Regions from separate parts of the Sus scrofa genome. Here region 2 is linked to region 1. The links are chromatin contacts, called in public Hi-C maps. All regions are on one chromosome and are shown on one strand. Each heading gives the region's core, a stretch centred on a gene start, on an enhancer-like site or on the middle of the called end of the contact. The rest is flanking DNA. Distances are from core to core; before and after follow the strand shown. Region 1 overlaps FHOD3 (FH1/FH2 domain-containing protein 3). Region 2 overlaps FHOD3 (FH1/FH2 domain-containing protein 3).

Region 1 (7,646 bases), core at 1,305-3,804:
GGATGAGGCTAGAACCCACCCCTGCTTTGTGGGTTTTGTTCTGTGGGCTGTGGGACTGGAGTCAGGTGAGCAGGACTGGGCGCTCCTCTCCTGGGGGTGTGCAGGGTGTGTGGGTACTAGAGAGGGAGGGAGGCTGAAGACCAGGTCTTCTCAGGCCTTGGGTCAGCCTCCGTGACTGCTGGATGATGGAGCTGTGGAGTGATCTGTCTGTCTTTTCTCCTCCGGCTCTGAGATCAGTGTGGAACTGCTACTAATCTTTGGCAATACCCAGTGCACGTCTGGAATGTATAGAACTGCGGCTTTCCCCTCAGTTGAAATCAAACAGTTACCACCAGTTTCTGGCCAGGCGCAGGGATCAGAAATTGCGGTGTGGCCAGCACCCCTTGGGGAACTGCAAGGTGCCCACGAGTGGTGCACGAGGTGACAGCCCTTTGTGTGAGGTGCTATCTACAGCAGCCGAGGACAAAGCCCAGAAGATGCAGAGGAGGGGGTTTGGTATGAGGCAGGGAGGGGAGCTACAGGGATGCTGTGTGTTCTCAGATGCTTGCTCTGGTCAGGATGCCAGAGAGACAGCCAGGCCTTGGCGTCCCTGTGACCACCCCAGCCTCCTGCCTGTAGAACACTGTCTCCTGGTGGTTTTTGAACATGAACTCGTCACCTTTCTGGACGTAGGTTTGTGTGGTTGGTAACTGGGACCCAGTATGTGCCTGGTCTCTCCCCCTCTTTCTTGCTGAGGAGCCAAGCGCTAGGCCACTGAGTGGGGGTGGGGGGACAGGTCCTTCCAAGATGGTGGCAGATATTGGGGTGGAGGGAGAAGGATGAGCAGGTGCCAGGGTCCTGAGTTCAGGTATGAGGAGGGATGATGGAGCTGGGTGGCTTCACCCTTGAAAGAGAAAGAGTGGTGGGTGGCCAGAAACTGCCCACTTTGCACTCCAGCCCCAGGGTACCCTGGGCCAGGAGAACTGACCCCGGGGACCCACTGTTCTCTCTTGAGAGGGTGACAGGAGGAGGGACAGTCTTCGGGAATCTCTTGGCGGGCAGTACCTTATGCCTGTTTTCTTCACTGTTGGATCCCAGGTTGGGCCCCATTTGCAGCTCGGTGGGGGATGGGTACAGGGGCAAGATGGGAGCAGAGGCACCAGGAGGGAGCTGGGCTGGCCTTAAACCCCGGGGAGCTGAAAGGAAGAGCAGGTTTCATGGGGGAGTTGGAAGGTTTGGTGTTGGGCACAAAGAGTTGGAACTGCGGGCTCTGAGCGGCCACTCGCTTCTGAGCGGCTCATCACCAACACCTGGAGGCCTGGGCGCCTTCAGGAGACATTCTCTGCCTCCAGTGACCTGGCAGGATCCCCTCTGTCCAGTCTTGTCCCTTTCCATCTTCCATCTCACGTTTTATGCTTCAGCAACCTGACTGCCTTAGTTCCTCACATTCCTTGCTGCTTCATGCTTGCCTGCCTTGCTTTGCCTTCCCTCCTTTTCCCTGCCCCTCCTTTCCCCGCCCCCTCCTCCTCCCCGCCCCCTCCTCCTGGCTGTGCCGTCCTCATCTTCTTACACAGTCCACTCTGGCTGTAACTCATTCATTTCATGGACACTTACTGCTGCCTATTAATCGTCAGAGGTGGCTGCTGGGCACTGCCACCTGCCACCCTCCCATCCCCCGCCCTCCAGGCTACGTGGGTGCCCTTCGAGAGTGCCCCTTTGGCTTTCTGTTTAGTCCAGCATAAGGGTTTAAAGCACAGGCTTTGTATCCCACAGACAAGCTCCCAATCTCTCTGAGCTTCAATTTAGGCATCTAGAAAATGGGAATAATAATACCTTCCTTAGAGTGTGATTGCAAACCTTAAATGGACTTCCATCTGGAAAGCATTTAGCGTGGTGCTTGACCCACTCAGAGAAAGGGAGGAGTCCTGAGGCTGCCTGTCTTTCTGGGGTTATCACATGTTTGGGAATCCCCTGACTGGGTCCCTTCCCTGGTGGGAGTCAGACTGATGTTGTCAGGGGGGGGCCTCAGGAAGGAGGGGAGATTTAGTCAAGTCCAGAAAGCAGAGGTGACTCTAGGTGGGTGGGGAAGGGGAGAGTAGTTTCGAGGTTTGGAGACGGGGCAGTGTAGGATGAGTAGAGGTCAGTTTATGAAGGGCCTGGGATGCCAGGCCCAAGTTCTGGCCTTTGTAACAGGGATTTGGTCCTTATCCTGTAATGAGTCCTGATGTCAGCAGATCTGGTGTCAGGTTTCAAAGCTTTCAAGCAAACTGAGAAATGCCACCAATGAATCTGAGTGGCAGATAGGGACTAAATATCCAGGAAGGTGTTAGACAGTACACACCTGCCAGCTACCTCAGAATACTCAGCCGGGAGAACCCCAGGTTGGGGTAGAGGACAGGAGGGGTTGGAACTGCCTCAGTGGTAAGAACCCAGAAGTAGGTCCTCTCTTGCTGGGATGAAGAGCTTCACTTTATCTGATCACAAGGAAACTCTGGGGGTACTAGAAGGGGCAAGTAGAGGTATTCTGATATGCCTTGGCTGTGACACCCCCCCTCCCCGAGCTGGCAAGGGCTGTATTTTATGAGTAATAAAATATGCTAGTTGAAGTCTCCCATTATCTGCAAGCTTGCCTCACAGACAATCCCATCCAGTGCAGTCTTTTCAACTGTATTCTTTGCCATGGTGTTAAGTGGAAGAATTTGACAGTGTGCCCCAGTGCAGGACTTTGTGTTCTAAATTTTCCTTACCATCTGCTTTGCTTTCTGCTGCCAATTTCCCATCTTTTGCGGCCTGGGTGAATGGTCCCTAGGAAGAATTGTGCTCTGAGAGAAGAAAGAAAGAGAGAAGAAAGATGGTTTGGTGAGAAGAATTCTGCTTTGGATCCCATGGCCCAAGCCTGAAGTAATTTGATGTTCTTAATTTGGTGTTCAGCCCTCTGCATCCTGAATTCAGCCTGTCTTCGTCCTGCTGTTCCCTGACACTTTGATACACCAATTGTTTCTTCACTCTTTGTAGCCTCTCTCTCTCAATATCTACATTACTGGAGTTCCCATTGTTGCTCAGTAGTTAATGAATCTGACTAGGAACCAGGAGGTTGTGGGTTCGATCCCTGGCCTCGCTCAGGGTTGAGGATCTGGCATTGATGTGGGATGTGGTGTAGCTTACAGATACAGTTTGGATCCAGCATTGCTGTGGCTCTGGCATAGGCTGGCAGCTACAGCTCCAATTGGACCCCTAGCCTGGGAACCTCCATATGCTGTGGGTGCGACCCTAGAAAAGACAAAAAAAAAAAAAAAAATCCACATTACTCCATAAGTGGAGGTCCCTGGCAGTAAACAGAAGGGAGCTGATTCTGAGACTTTATGTGCTAGTGTGTTTCTCTGACTGTACACATTTGCGAAGGTAGGTTTGGGGGTGCAGGAAATGACTTGGTTTCAGGCAGCTGTACTGTCTTCCTGAGCTGTTCTTTGACTGAACAACACTCTGCACCCCACACCAGTGATCAGCTACCCCATTCCCCAAACCTTACTGGTTTTCAAGAGCTGGATGAGATAGATACTGTGGTCCCCATGGAGGCTGCTCTCCAGAGCCTGGCCAGAAGTAGCCATCCTCCTGCTCACCCTCCCAGTCTCCATCTTTCTTAAGTTTTCCTTCCCTTTAGGATATGATAATATTTTTGAATTCCTTTTCCCTCAGGAGAGGAGGGATGCTCATTGGATGGGATCCTGCTCTTAATCATTTTTATAGCCCCTGAAGTGGTTGCCACTGCCTCCTCCAACACTTTCTCAGACATTTCTTTTCTTTTCACTTTTCTTTCCTTCAGATTTATAGTATCAAAAAATTTTTTTATAGTATCAAAATTAAAAAAAAATAAGTTCTGGTTCTAGGTTTCTGGTGCATATTTTAGAAAGTGACATAGAGATGAAGTCTGGAAAGATCAATTCCATTTCAAATTTAATTCCTTATATGTTATTCTCTAGTCTCTGAGGCCCCCTATCCAAAATAATGTTGATTCTTAAGCAACGCAGGCTGAGAAGTTGAAAGGCTAAGTGGAACTATAAATAGTCTAATGATGCTGAGGAGATAAAAATGAGAATTAAGAGCTTACAAAGGTGGAGAGATCCTGGAAATACATCATGCTTATAAATACCCTCTTGCTTCACTCAGGAACCCTGAAGGACTTTATCCCAGGAGAAATGGCTTACTAAAAATAGGCCAACTTTATAAAGACTGAAACCCAACCTCAAATTAGCTGACCAGAATAGACCAAGTTTATAAAGAATGGAACCAAGCCTTGAATTAGCTCAACCCATGATTGGATTAAGATAATCTGTTCCTGATCTAGCTGCCTGCCACAAACTAAAGAAAATCAGAAAATCATGTAACAGCATGTAGATTTTTCAGAGTCATATACACATACATATATATATATATATGTATGTACACACACACACACACACACACACATATATATATATATATATATATATAACATCAATTATTTTGGATGTATATATACCAGGCATATGAAGAGGGCAGGATCAAGAGAAGAAAAAGACACTCAAAACAGACCCACAGGTGATGATCCAGTAATTATCTGATAGACTTCAATATCAGTGATTAATAGATTCAAGAAAGGAAATGAAAAGATGGAGAGTTTCACTAGAGAACTGGAATCTATATATAAAAAATTAAATAGGAATTCTAGAACTGAGATAGAATCAGTGATATTAAGCATAAGTAGATGGATTTAACAGTGGTTTAGACGTAGCTGAAGAGAGATGTAGTGATTTAGAAGACAGGTGAGTGGAAATATCCTGTGTAAAACAGGGAGAGAAAAAAAAGATGAAAAAGAAAGGAAATATCCACCAAAGATATATGATCCATAATGAAAAGTTTTGACACACATGCCATTGGAATCCCAGGAAGATAATAGAAGAAGCAATATTTCAAGAGACTTTGACAGTGGAGTTCCCTCTGTGGCACAGCAGGTTAATGATCTGGCTTATCTCTGAGGAGGTACTGGTTCAATCCTTGGCCTGGTGCAATGGATTAAGGATCCAGCATTGCTGAAGCTGTGGTGTAGGCTGCAGCTCTGGCTCGGATTTGATCCCTGGCCCAGAAACTTCCATATGGCATGGGTGTGGCTGAAAAAGGAAAAAAGAAAGAGATGCTAAGAGAATTGTCCAAATTCAATGAAATATACCAGAACACAGACTAAAGAAGCAGTATAAATGAAACACAGACTAAACCCCAAGCAGTATAAATGAAAGAAAGACACATGTCAATAATACTTCTGAAAACAAAAGACAGGAAGGAAATTTAAAAGCAGCCTGAGGAAAAAAAGACATATTACTTTCAAAGAAAGAACAGGAATACTGACAACTGAGTTCTCAACTGAAATGATGGAATCCAGAAGACAAAGAAATAAATCTTTTTTTTTTCTTTTTAGGGCTGCACCTGCAGCATATGGAAGTTCCCAGGCTAGGGGTTGAATTTGAACTGCAGCTGGTGGCCTATGCCACAGCCACAGCAACATGGGATCCACACCACCTCTGTGACTTATACCACAGTTCATAGCAACAGATCCTTAACTCACTGAGCAAGGCCAGGTATTGAACACACATCCTCATGGATACCAGTCAAGTTCATAACCCACTGAGCCACAACAGGAAGTCCTGAAATATATCTTTAAACTGTTGAAGAAAAATAATGCCAAAGTAAAATTTTATGTCTAGATTTTCCTTAGGGATAAAGGTGAAATTAAATCATTTCCAGATGAGTAAAGACAGAATTTATTGCTAGCAGACACACCCTAAAAATACTAAAAGGAGTTCTTCAGAAGGAGGCATATGACCCCAGATAGAAGCATGGAAATGTAGATGGGAATGAACATCAATGGATAATATAAATATGTGAATAAATCTAAATGAACTACTGACTGTATAAAGCAATAATAATGTTTTATGGGATTAATGTACATGTAAAAATCAAAATATACAACAGGGAACAATACAAAAGGATGAAGGGTAAATAGGATTGAAGTGTTTTAAAGCCCTATTATTTTACGGAGAATGAGCAATGGGAAGTCAAGAATATTGTTTACATAATAACCCTTTAAATAATAGTAAAATAATATATAATTAGCAACCTAATAGAGAAGGGAATCTTTAAAACATAATCCAGAATAAGGTGAAAATTGAGATAATGGAGAGAAAAAGGAATACTGAATGTATAGGACAAATAGGAAAAAAAATAGAATGTGAATTTAAATCTAAACCTATTAAATTACATTAAATGAAAATGGGCTAAACATTTCAATTATAACCCTGAACTTGTGACAGTACCAGAAATCTGTTAGAACTCATCAATGAATTTGGCAGAGTTGCAGGCTAAAAAATTAATACACAGAAATCAATTGCATTTCTATATACTAACAATCAAAGATCAGAAAGAGAAATTAGAGAAACCATCCCATTTACCATCACATCAAAAAGAATAAAATACCTAGGAATAAGTCTACTTAAAGAGACAAAAGCCCTCTGAAAACTATAAGACCATCATGGAAGAAATCAAAGAGGACATGAACAGATGCAAAGATATACCATACTCTTGGATTGGGAGAATCAATATTGTCAAAATGACTATACTACCCAAGGAAATCTACACATTCAATGCAATCCCTATCTAATTACCAAGGACATTCTTCATAAAACTAGAACAGAATATTTTAAAATTTGTATGGAAACACAAGAGACATCAAGTAGCCAAAGCAATATTGAAAAACAAAAAAATGGAGGATTCAAGCTTCCTGACTTCAGACAATTCTACAAAGCTGCAATTATTAAAACAATATGGTACTGGCACAAAAACAGAAATATAGATCAATGGAACAGGATAGAAAGCCCAGAAATAACCAAGCTCCTATTATCAACTAATCTATGACAAAAGAGGCAAGAATATATAGTGGAAGAAAGATAGTCTTTTCAATAAATGGTGCTTGGAAAACTGGAAAGCTAAGTGTAAAAGAATGAAAATAGGACATTGACACTATACACAAAAATAAACTCAAAATGGATTAAAGACCTAAGTATAAGTCCAGATACTATAAAACTCCTAGAGGAAACATAAACCGGAGGTTCTTGGAAACAAATCACAGCAACATTTTGTTTGATCCACCTCCTAGAATAATGACAATGAAGACTCAAATCAACGGTACCTAGTTAAACTCAAGAGCTTTTGCACAGCAAAGGAAACCATTAAAAAAACGAAAAGACAACCCACAGAATGGGAGAAAATCTTTGGAAAGATGCCACCAACAAGGGCCTAATCTCTAAAATATACAAACAAATCATGCAACTCAACAACAACAATAACCAACCCAATTGAAAAATGGGCAGAAGACGTAAATAGACATTTCTCCAAAGAAGACATATGGATGGTCATGAAAAAAATGCTCAATATCATTAATTATTACAGAAATGCAAATTAAACTGCAGTGAGGTACCACCTCACACTGGTCAAAATGGCCACCATTAACAAGTCTACAAATAACAAGTGCTGGAGAGGGTGTGGAGAAAAGGGAACCCTCCTTCGCTATTGGTGGGATTGTAAACTGGTGTAATTACTATGGAAAACAGTATGGAGGGTCCTCAGAAAACTAAATA
Region 2 (7,646 bases), core at 1,834-4,333, 78 kb after region 1:
GAGACGGCAGACAGCTGCGCCTGCCTCTCTTCGTCTCGGCTCGGAGCAGTGAGGCTGTGCCAGGCTAAATAAAAACTGGAGATGCCCTGAGCTTTGTTCTTTTTAAGGGTGGAGTATTTGAGGTTAAAGGGAGGGAGTGAGTTTAAAATAAAATGTGACTCTATCGGGGGTGTGCAGCCAGATGTCCTGTTGGTGCTGACTGTCGCAGAGGAAGAGATGGAGCCCATTCTGGAACTGGTGTCCTGCTCTACATGCATCATGGCCACTGTTCCCAGTGCTGCCTGTTTTGATTTTCTCGGAGCACATTCTCTACCTTTGATGTTTCAGTTAATGCTTGTATGAATAATGTAACAAAAGCGATATGACACATCACACTCTGACCTGTGCAACTTTGGTGTATCAAGGTATGAACAAAACATGGTTTTGGGATGAGAGCATTTGCAGCAAACTTGCTTGAGAAAAGTCCCCTTGCGAGTGACTGATATAGCGCAGGACCTATGGTCGCCAGTGACAGTGGTTCTGTAACACCTGACTCTCCACTCAGAGCATTCAGAAGGGGAAGAAGGAAGTTTTTACATTAATAAACTCTGGTACGCAGAGTAATTTTGTAATAGAATTTATGGAGAGATGGCACAATTTTGGGGAAAATAAAGACTGGCCCATCTGGATTGATAATGTGGTCATTCATGAATGAAACCAACTTGGAAAGATCGAGTCCACCTCTATGGATGGGGAATGACACTCCCTTAGCTTTCTTTCCTTTTGCTGATGGAAGATCGTCCATGAATGTTCACTGGTAACTGTTGCCTGCGCAGTGAGAACTTAGGAATTGGAGGGCAGAGAGCCAAGAACTGATAGTCATCAGTCCAGGCTCTGTTTCTTATGTTGGACCATCTTCCCTTGAGCATAAGATTTCACATGATGATGTCAGCACTTTTGGGAGGGATTCTTTTTTTTTTTTTTTTTTTTTTTTTGCTTTTTAGGGCTGCACCTATGGCATATGGAGGTTCCCAGGCTAGGGGTCTAATCGGAGCTGTTGCTCCTGGCCTACGCCAGAGCCACAGCAATGCCAGATCCGAGCCACGTCTGCAGCCTACTCACAGCTCACGGCAATGCTGGATCCTTAACCCACTGAGTGAGGCCAGGGATCGAACCCGCAACCTCATGGTTCCTAGTCAGATTCGTTTCCACTGCGCCATGATGGGAACTCCTGGGACGGAAGTCTTCACTGTTGTCAGCTAAAGGCCCACAGTGTGTTAAGGTTTGGGCCTTTCCATGGAATAGCTTTTGAGGACCATAGAGAAACTTGGTGCAGGAAGGCAAAGTGTACCTGCTTGTAGAGGGGCGGTCTCATGGACATGTGAAGAGAGATCACTTGGCCAAAGGTTGGCCCTCATTCTGCACAAAGGCTCGGATCCCTGCATCTGTAGGAGTGCTTGTGGTTACCTGAGCAATTTCGAGGACTCCAGATGGGGTTCCCTCAACCAAGCTGGGGCAGCCTTGCCCATGAAGCTTCTTTACAACTGAAGGTTCTAAAGGTGGTGCTGTGGAGAATGGCAAACTCAGGGGATTGGAGTTCAGGCAAATTCGGGGCTTCCTGTCTCAGGGAATGTCCTACAGGGTGGCATGTCCTGGATCTTAGGAAGTTCTGAGAGCAAAGGCTGTGTAGCAGACATGCCCAGGTTGAGCCCTGGTTCTACCGCTCAGCAGTGTGACCTTGGGCAGGTCACTTAAGTGCCTAAGGCCTCAGGTGACTCTTGTCAGGGGGTGGTTGTCATTGTGTGTGCCTGCCTGGTAGGGTGGGTTGGGGGTCTGGGTAAGACGATGACATGTGTCCGGCCCTCCAAGCTTCCAATGTCCAGAATGACTGATCGCTAGGGGTCCCAGGCAGGCCTCTCGGTCCCATTGTTCCATGTTTCTGCCTTGGTTATTTCCTACTCAGACTTTCGGGCTCTGCTCAAATATCCCACCATGCCATAGGGAAGATGGCTCGTGGCCTTCCGTGCCCCCGCAGGTGAGATGGGGCATGTCAGGCAGCATCAGGGCTCCTGGCCCAAGATGAGTGCGTTTGTCCTGGGCACTGTGTATGATGGGGAACTCGGAAATAGTTCACCTGGTTCGCAGCCTGGTTCCACCACTAAAAGGCTGTATGACCTTGGACAAGTGATTTCTCCTTGCCTCTTTTTTTTTTCACTTGTCAAATGAGTCATAGGGTTGCTGGGGGTGAAAGAAGCTGATCCCCATCAGGTGTTTAGAACCCCATTCCGCAGACTGTCAGTGCTTTTTGAGCATGGCGGGGCAGCTGTGATCAGCTTCCCCAGAGTGATGCACAGTCTGCGGGACAGGGTTTGGGATCCTGGTGTGAGTCCAGCTAAAATATTAGACCATGGAGTCATCTGCCTTCCCGAATCCCTCTGGCGTTTCCCTGAAGTGCTGATAAGATGTCTTAGCTAAAGTGGAAATATCTGCTCAAAAAGCTTGCCCTGAGCAGGGGAACAGAGGAACGACTGCTTCCTGCCTTCCCAGACCCTGAGCCTCAGGCTGCTGTCTCCACCCCATCCCTCCCCTAGGGGTGTGTCAGGGATGCTGCACTGGAACCCGGTGGGATGCATCTCTTGCTTCTTCATCAGGCTTTGTCTGGCAGCTAATCTGAACCTTCCCGTGAAGCCGATTCTTTCTCTTTTGGTGACCGTAGTGACAGATGGGGAGGGTGGTTTTAATGAACTACTGTTTGCTTTTGGAGATTAAGCCTTCATTAGAAATATAATTGCGGACACATAGCCTTCTGGTACTTACATATCATTTGCCAATTAGGATAATGGACTCAAAGCCCCTTGGAGAGTGACAGGGACAAAGTTAAGCCTGTAACTCAGCTCAGGGTGCTGGTGAACGAAGTGCCTCTGCCAATTGGAAGCAGCGCAGATCCAGTCTGCCCACAATATGCGTGTGTGAAGAGGTCTGAAAATATTCCTGACCTTTGAGAAAGAGAGATTAAAATTAGTAGGCAGAAATGTGGCAGCCAGCTCCAGTAGTTTGTGATGTGGTCATTCCAGGGTGGCTGCCATGCCCACCACATGCTGCTGGGACGGCGGCGGGGCAGCTGCTTAATTTTAAATAAGCCAGCGTAATGTCAAAAGCATTTATGATGGATCCGGATCTGGCAACTAAAGTGATGTTTCCATCACTTCTTTTCAAAGGTTTTCAGGGAGCACTTCCTCTTTCCTTGTTTTGTTTTCTCCAGAGCAGGATTTCTCCCCCTTGGCAGTGTTGATATTCTGGGCCAGATACTTATTTATTGTGGGTCATCATAGGATGTTTACTGGTGTCCCTGGCCTCTACCCACTAGATGCCAGTGGCAACCCCCCTGGTTGTGACAGCAAAAGATGCCTGTAGATATTACCAAGTGTCCCTTGGGGGGCAAAACTGGCCCCAGTTGAGAACCACTGCTCAGGAGCTGCCCCAGGAGAGCCAGAGAGGGACTCAGGGGCCAAGGTCACGCCCACAGTAGCTGGTGTGGACAGGAGTCTAATTAGACTCATCCACACCAAGGTGGTTGGTGACTCTTTCCCCCAGGAAGCCAGTGGTCATGGAGCCCCAGTTGTGTGCCTGGTACCGTGTCAAACCTGGACAACACAATGGTGACTGAGGAAAATCCTGCTCTCTAAGAAGTTTAAGAAAACAGGGTTTTGATGGGGCCAGGAGGCTTCCACTTAAATTGTACTAACTCAGCCTACCCCTAACCCCCAACTGAGTTGGCATCATGGGCCCACCCAAAAAACATTCGGAAAATGTCGGTTCTGATGGCATCCTGTGTGAGGATGCCTGGATTCACAGGCCTGGTAGCTACAGTTACATTGGCCATAGGAAGGTCTTGGGAGGTGAGTGGCTTGATCAAAGCCCAGGAAGATTTAAGTAAGTAACATGGAGGGGCTGAAGGAGCACCTGGAGAGAAGAGCCTAGATGGACGTGAGCAGGAGCAGAGTGAATTTGGCAGCAGAGAGAATCCAACCTACCTGGACAGAGGATCAAGGCAGGAAATATTGTGGGTGTGGGTGTGGGTGTATCAGGTACAAAATACCAGGCAGAAATACAAAGCAGAGGAGTTACCCTTGTGGCTTAGAAGAAACAAATCTGAATAGGATGCATGATGATGTGGGTTTGATCCCTGGCCTCACTCAGTGGGTTAAGAATCCAGCATTGCTGTGAGCTGTGGTGTAGGTCGCAGACATTGCTGTGGCTATGGTGTAGGCCAGAAGCTGTAGCTCCAATTCAACCCCTAGCCTGGGAACTTCCACAGGTGCAGCCCTAAAAAGGAAAAAGAAAGAAAGGAAAGAGAAAGAAAGAAAGAAAGAAAGAAAGAAAGAAAGAAAGAAAGAAAGAAAGAAAGAAAGAAAGAAAGAAAGAAAAAGAATGACAGACCAGAGAAATACCTGAGTTTTCTGAGCTGTCATCAGGGGAGGATACTTGTAACTTCATGGGTTCATTGTTGCTTTCAAACAAGATAATGGCAATTTATATATTGGGATGCCCAAATAAAGATAATTAATAAACTCTTTGTGCAGACAGTGTTTACAAAGAGCCAATGAAATTTTTACTAAGTAGAAAATAAGGGAATCACTGAAATCAGGTTTTGGTTGTTGTTGTTGTTGTTTGTCTTTTTGCCATTTCTTGGGCTGCTCCTGTGGCATGTGGAGGTTCCCAAGCCAGGGGTTGAATTGGAGCTGTAGCCACCAACCTATGCCAGAGCCAAAGCAACGTGGGATCCGAGCCGCGTCTGCAACCTACACCACAGCTCACGGCAATGCCAGATCTCCAACCCACTGAGCAAGGTCAGGGATCGAATCCGCAACCTCGTGGTCCCTAGTCGGATTCGTTAACCACTGCGCCACGACGGGAACTGCTGAAATCAGGTTTTGAACAGGAGAGTAATATGATGTGGGCATAGGGTTTGATAAAGGATATTCTGGAAATGGTATAGAAGATGAATTGGATGGGGAGGAACCAAGAGGTCTGGGTGGAGGAGAGGAGGCTGGTGTTTGCTGACCTGTTTCCTCTGCTACCAGAGCACTTGCGGGGGCTTGGTGGTGGAGAGGGGCTTCAGGGTTATAACTGTGTATGAAGTGTGGTTGGAGGAGGCAGTGGTTGGCTCTGACTCCATGAGCCCTGACTGCAGTTAGACTGTTTTCTGTTTCTCAAAATGATTATAAGTGGTGTATAGAATTAAAACAAAACATGAATTCCCATTGCGGCTCAGAGGTAGTGAACCCACTAGTATCCATGAGGATGCGGGTTCAATCCCTGGCCTCTGTGGGTTAAGGATCCAGCATTGCTGTGAGCTGTGGTGTAGGTCGCAGATGCGGTTTGGAGCCCTAGTTACTGTGGCTGTGGTGTAGGCCGGCAGCTACAGCTCCAGTTTGACCCCTAGCCCAGGAGCTTCCATATGCCGAGGGTGTAGCCCTAAAAAAGCAAAAATAAAACCAAACAACACAAAACAGTATATCAAACAAATGTAGATTGCGACAGATTATAGGCAACAAAGAGATGTTCCCAGGCATCTGGAATGAATTAGTTACTACAGCTGGTCATTAAACTTGCTGGTGGTTTAGTTGTACAGAGAGTCCATGGCCTTAGAACCTAGGTGTTTTTCTTTGTTTGGGGGTATCCCTTTGAGATAATCTGGAGGAAAAAACCAGTATTTTGGCTATGATTTATTTAGATCATCATAGGCGATGCATATGTTTGTTGTAGCTACAAGTTTTAAAAACGCACCCAGATCTTATTAAAACGGGTATTTCTTACATTGAGCCCCTTTGAAAAAAAAAATGGAGGCCCCTTTTACAGTCCTGCCTCATTGGTTTCAGTGATGTCATTTCTGTTCTTCTCAAACCCTTCCTGAGGCTCAGCAGGTGCCCATGGATCATGGCAGGTCTGGGTTCTAGTTTCCTGCAGGCTTTCTAAGTGTTGTGGGGTATATTATACTGGTGCATGGATATATTTCAGTGAAGTTCACGTAGGCTGAGTTTTGCAGAGAATCAAGCTCACGCGTGAGTTTGAAGAGACCCAAGCTGGGCTCAGAGAAGCCAATAGGAAGAGTGAAGGCACCTGCCCAGCTGTCCATCTGTCTCCAGCAGGGGGTGTGGCAGGGGATCTTTCATGGGGCGGGAGTTCCTGCCTCTCTGGGCAGAGATGGAACCTTGATGATGTGGAAACTTGATGGCTGGCTCGGGGTTTAGATGAAGGGGGATCCATGTACTTAGTTTTTTTTTTTTCCAGCTATTAAAAACTGGTTCTTTTAATTGTCTGATATTTATAAATTGAATTTCCCTAGAATTATTAACTAATTCTTTATAGGGTCATTTGCATTGAATAAAATTGGTTTGAGTTAACAATTAAACTGAGATTTTATTCTTTTGAATAGATAATGCAACAGTTTGAAAATTAAAAGATTTAAGAGGACAGAGAGTGAATAGTCCCCTCCCATCCCTGCCTGGTCTCCCTGACCTGGCTTGTCAGTGTCATCAGTTTGTTGTGTATCTTTCAAGGGATGGTCTAAGTGTGACTGAACAAGTACGAGCACACCTACAGATGCACACATAGTGCTTGACTGTGTGGTGACAGGGTGATTTATTTAACTGGCCCCTCCCAAGTCCACACACTGATACTGAATTGCTGAGTGAGAGGATCCATAAACTTTGAATGGCTCTGAAGGCAGTTTAGACAGTATTCTTTCAGAGTACTTTTGCTGGGAGTTCCCATTGCGGTGCAATAGAAACGAATCCCACTAGCATCCATGAGAATGTGGGTTCACTCCCTGGCCTCGCTCAGTGGGTCGGGGATCCAGCGTTGCCATGAGCTGTGGTGTAGGCCAGCCACTGTAGCTCTGATTCAGCCTCTAGCCTGGGGACCTTCATATGCCATAGGTGCGGCCCTATAAAGCCAAAAAAGAAAAAAAAGTGTACTTTTGCTGATCTGGAGAGAACGCCAGTCAGGGAAGCCCCAGCAGTTTCCAACCCCACACAGTGGGAGGACAACTAAACCTAAAAGAAATAGAGGACACGGAGGGGCAGCTGAGCTGGGGAGATGGTCGTGTGTTCAGTTTGGGGCATGTTGAGCCTAGAAAAAGAACAAGATATCTTGCTTAGAAAGATGGTAGTATAGGCACGTGAGAGGGGAGAGTTGGTTTATGAGTTTGGGGTTGCTTCTGATGCTGCTCGCAAATGCAGGAGTGGATAGAATAGCCCATATTTACATTACACCCTCAGAAGTATCAGAATAATGAGACTGTTACCACCAGCAAGATAATTACTGAGAAAAGTTAAGATACATTTTTTGCATTTGCTCTCTTCATTTAAAAAATGATTTTATATATTTTTTTAAAATTCTCTTTTAAAAAATGTATTTTGGAGTTCCTGCTGTATGCAGTGGGTTAAGAATCGCACTGCAATGGCTTGGGTCACTGTAGAGGCATAGGTTTGATCCCCAGCCCAGCAGAGTGGGTTAAAAGAATCCAGCATTCCTGCAGCTGTGGCTCAGATTCAGTCTCTGGCCCAGGAACTTCCATATGCTGTGGGTGTAGCCATAAAATTAAAAAAAAATGATTTTATTGAAGTATAGTTGATTTACAATGTTGTGTTAATGTGTACTGT

The links. A called contact is a pair of places that touch in the nucleus more often than the background predicts.
Region 2: a contact with region 1 is called in a Hi-C map of skeletal muscle, with 11 times the contacts expected there. The contact joins two enhancer-like sites. A contact is called at or near these places in 2 of 47 Hi-C or Micro-C datasets (heart right ventricle and skeletal muscle) and 1 of 2 datasets of contacts at active chromatin or transcription factors (skeletal muscle).

Annotation. Positions count from the first base shown.
Region 1 is chr6:120,062,642-120,070,287 of Sscrofa11.1, forward strand. The region is part of intron 1 of FHOD3 (FH1/FH2 domain-containing protein 3); the gene reads left to right. Among named protein-coding and RNA genes, the nearest start is that of FHOD3, 30 kb to the left of the region's middle. Within about 2 kb of position 2,555, at least 3 of the 83 cell types and tissues checked have an H3K27ac peak or open chromatin away from gene starts, as enhancers often do. A contact at or near this core is called in skeletal muscle, where this site is marked.
Region 2 is chr6:120,140,203-120,147,848 of Sscrofa11.1, forward strand. The region is part of intron 3 of FHOD3 (FH1/FH2 domain-containing protein 3); the gene reads left to right. Among named protein-coding and RNA genes, the nearest start is that of FHOD3, 110 kb to the left of the region's middle. Within about 2 kb of position 3,084, at least 3 of the 83 cell types and tissues checked have an H3K27ac peak or open chromatin away from gene starts, as enhancers often do. A contact at or near this core is called in skeletal muscle, where this site is marked.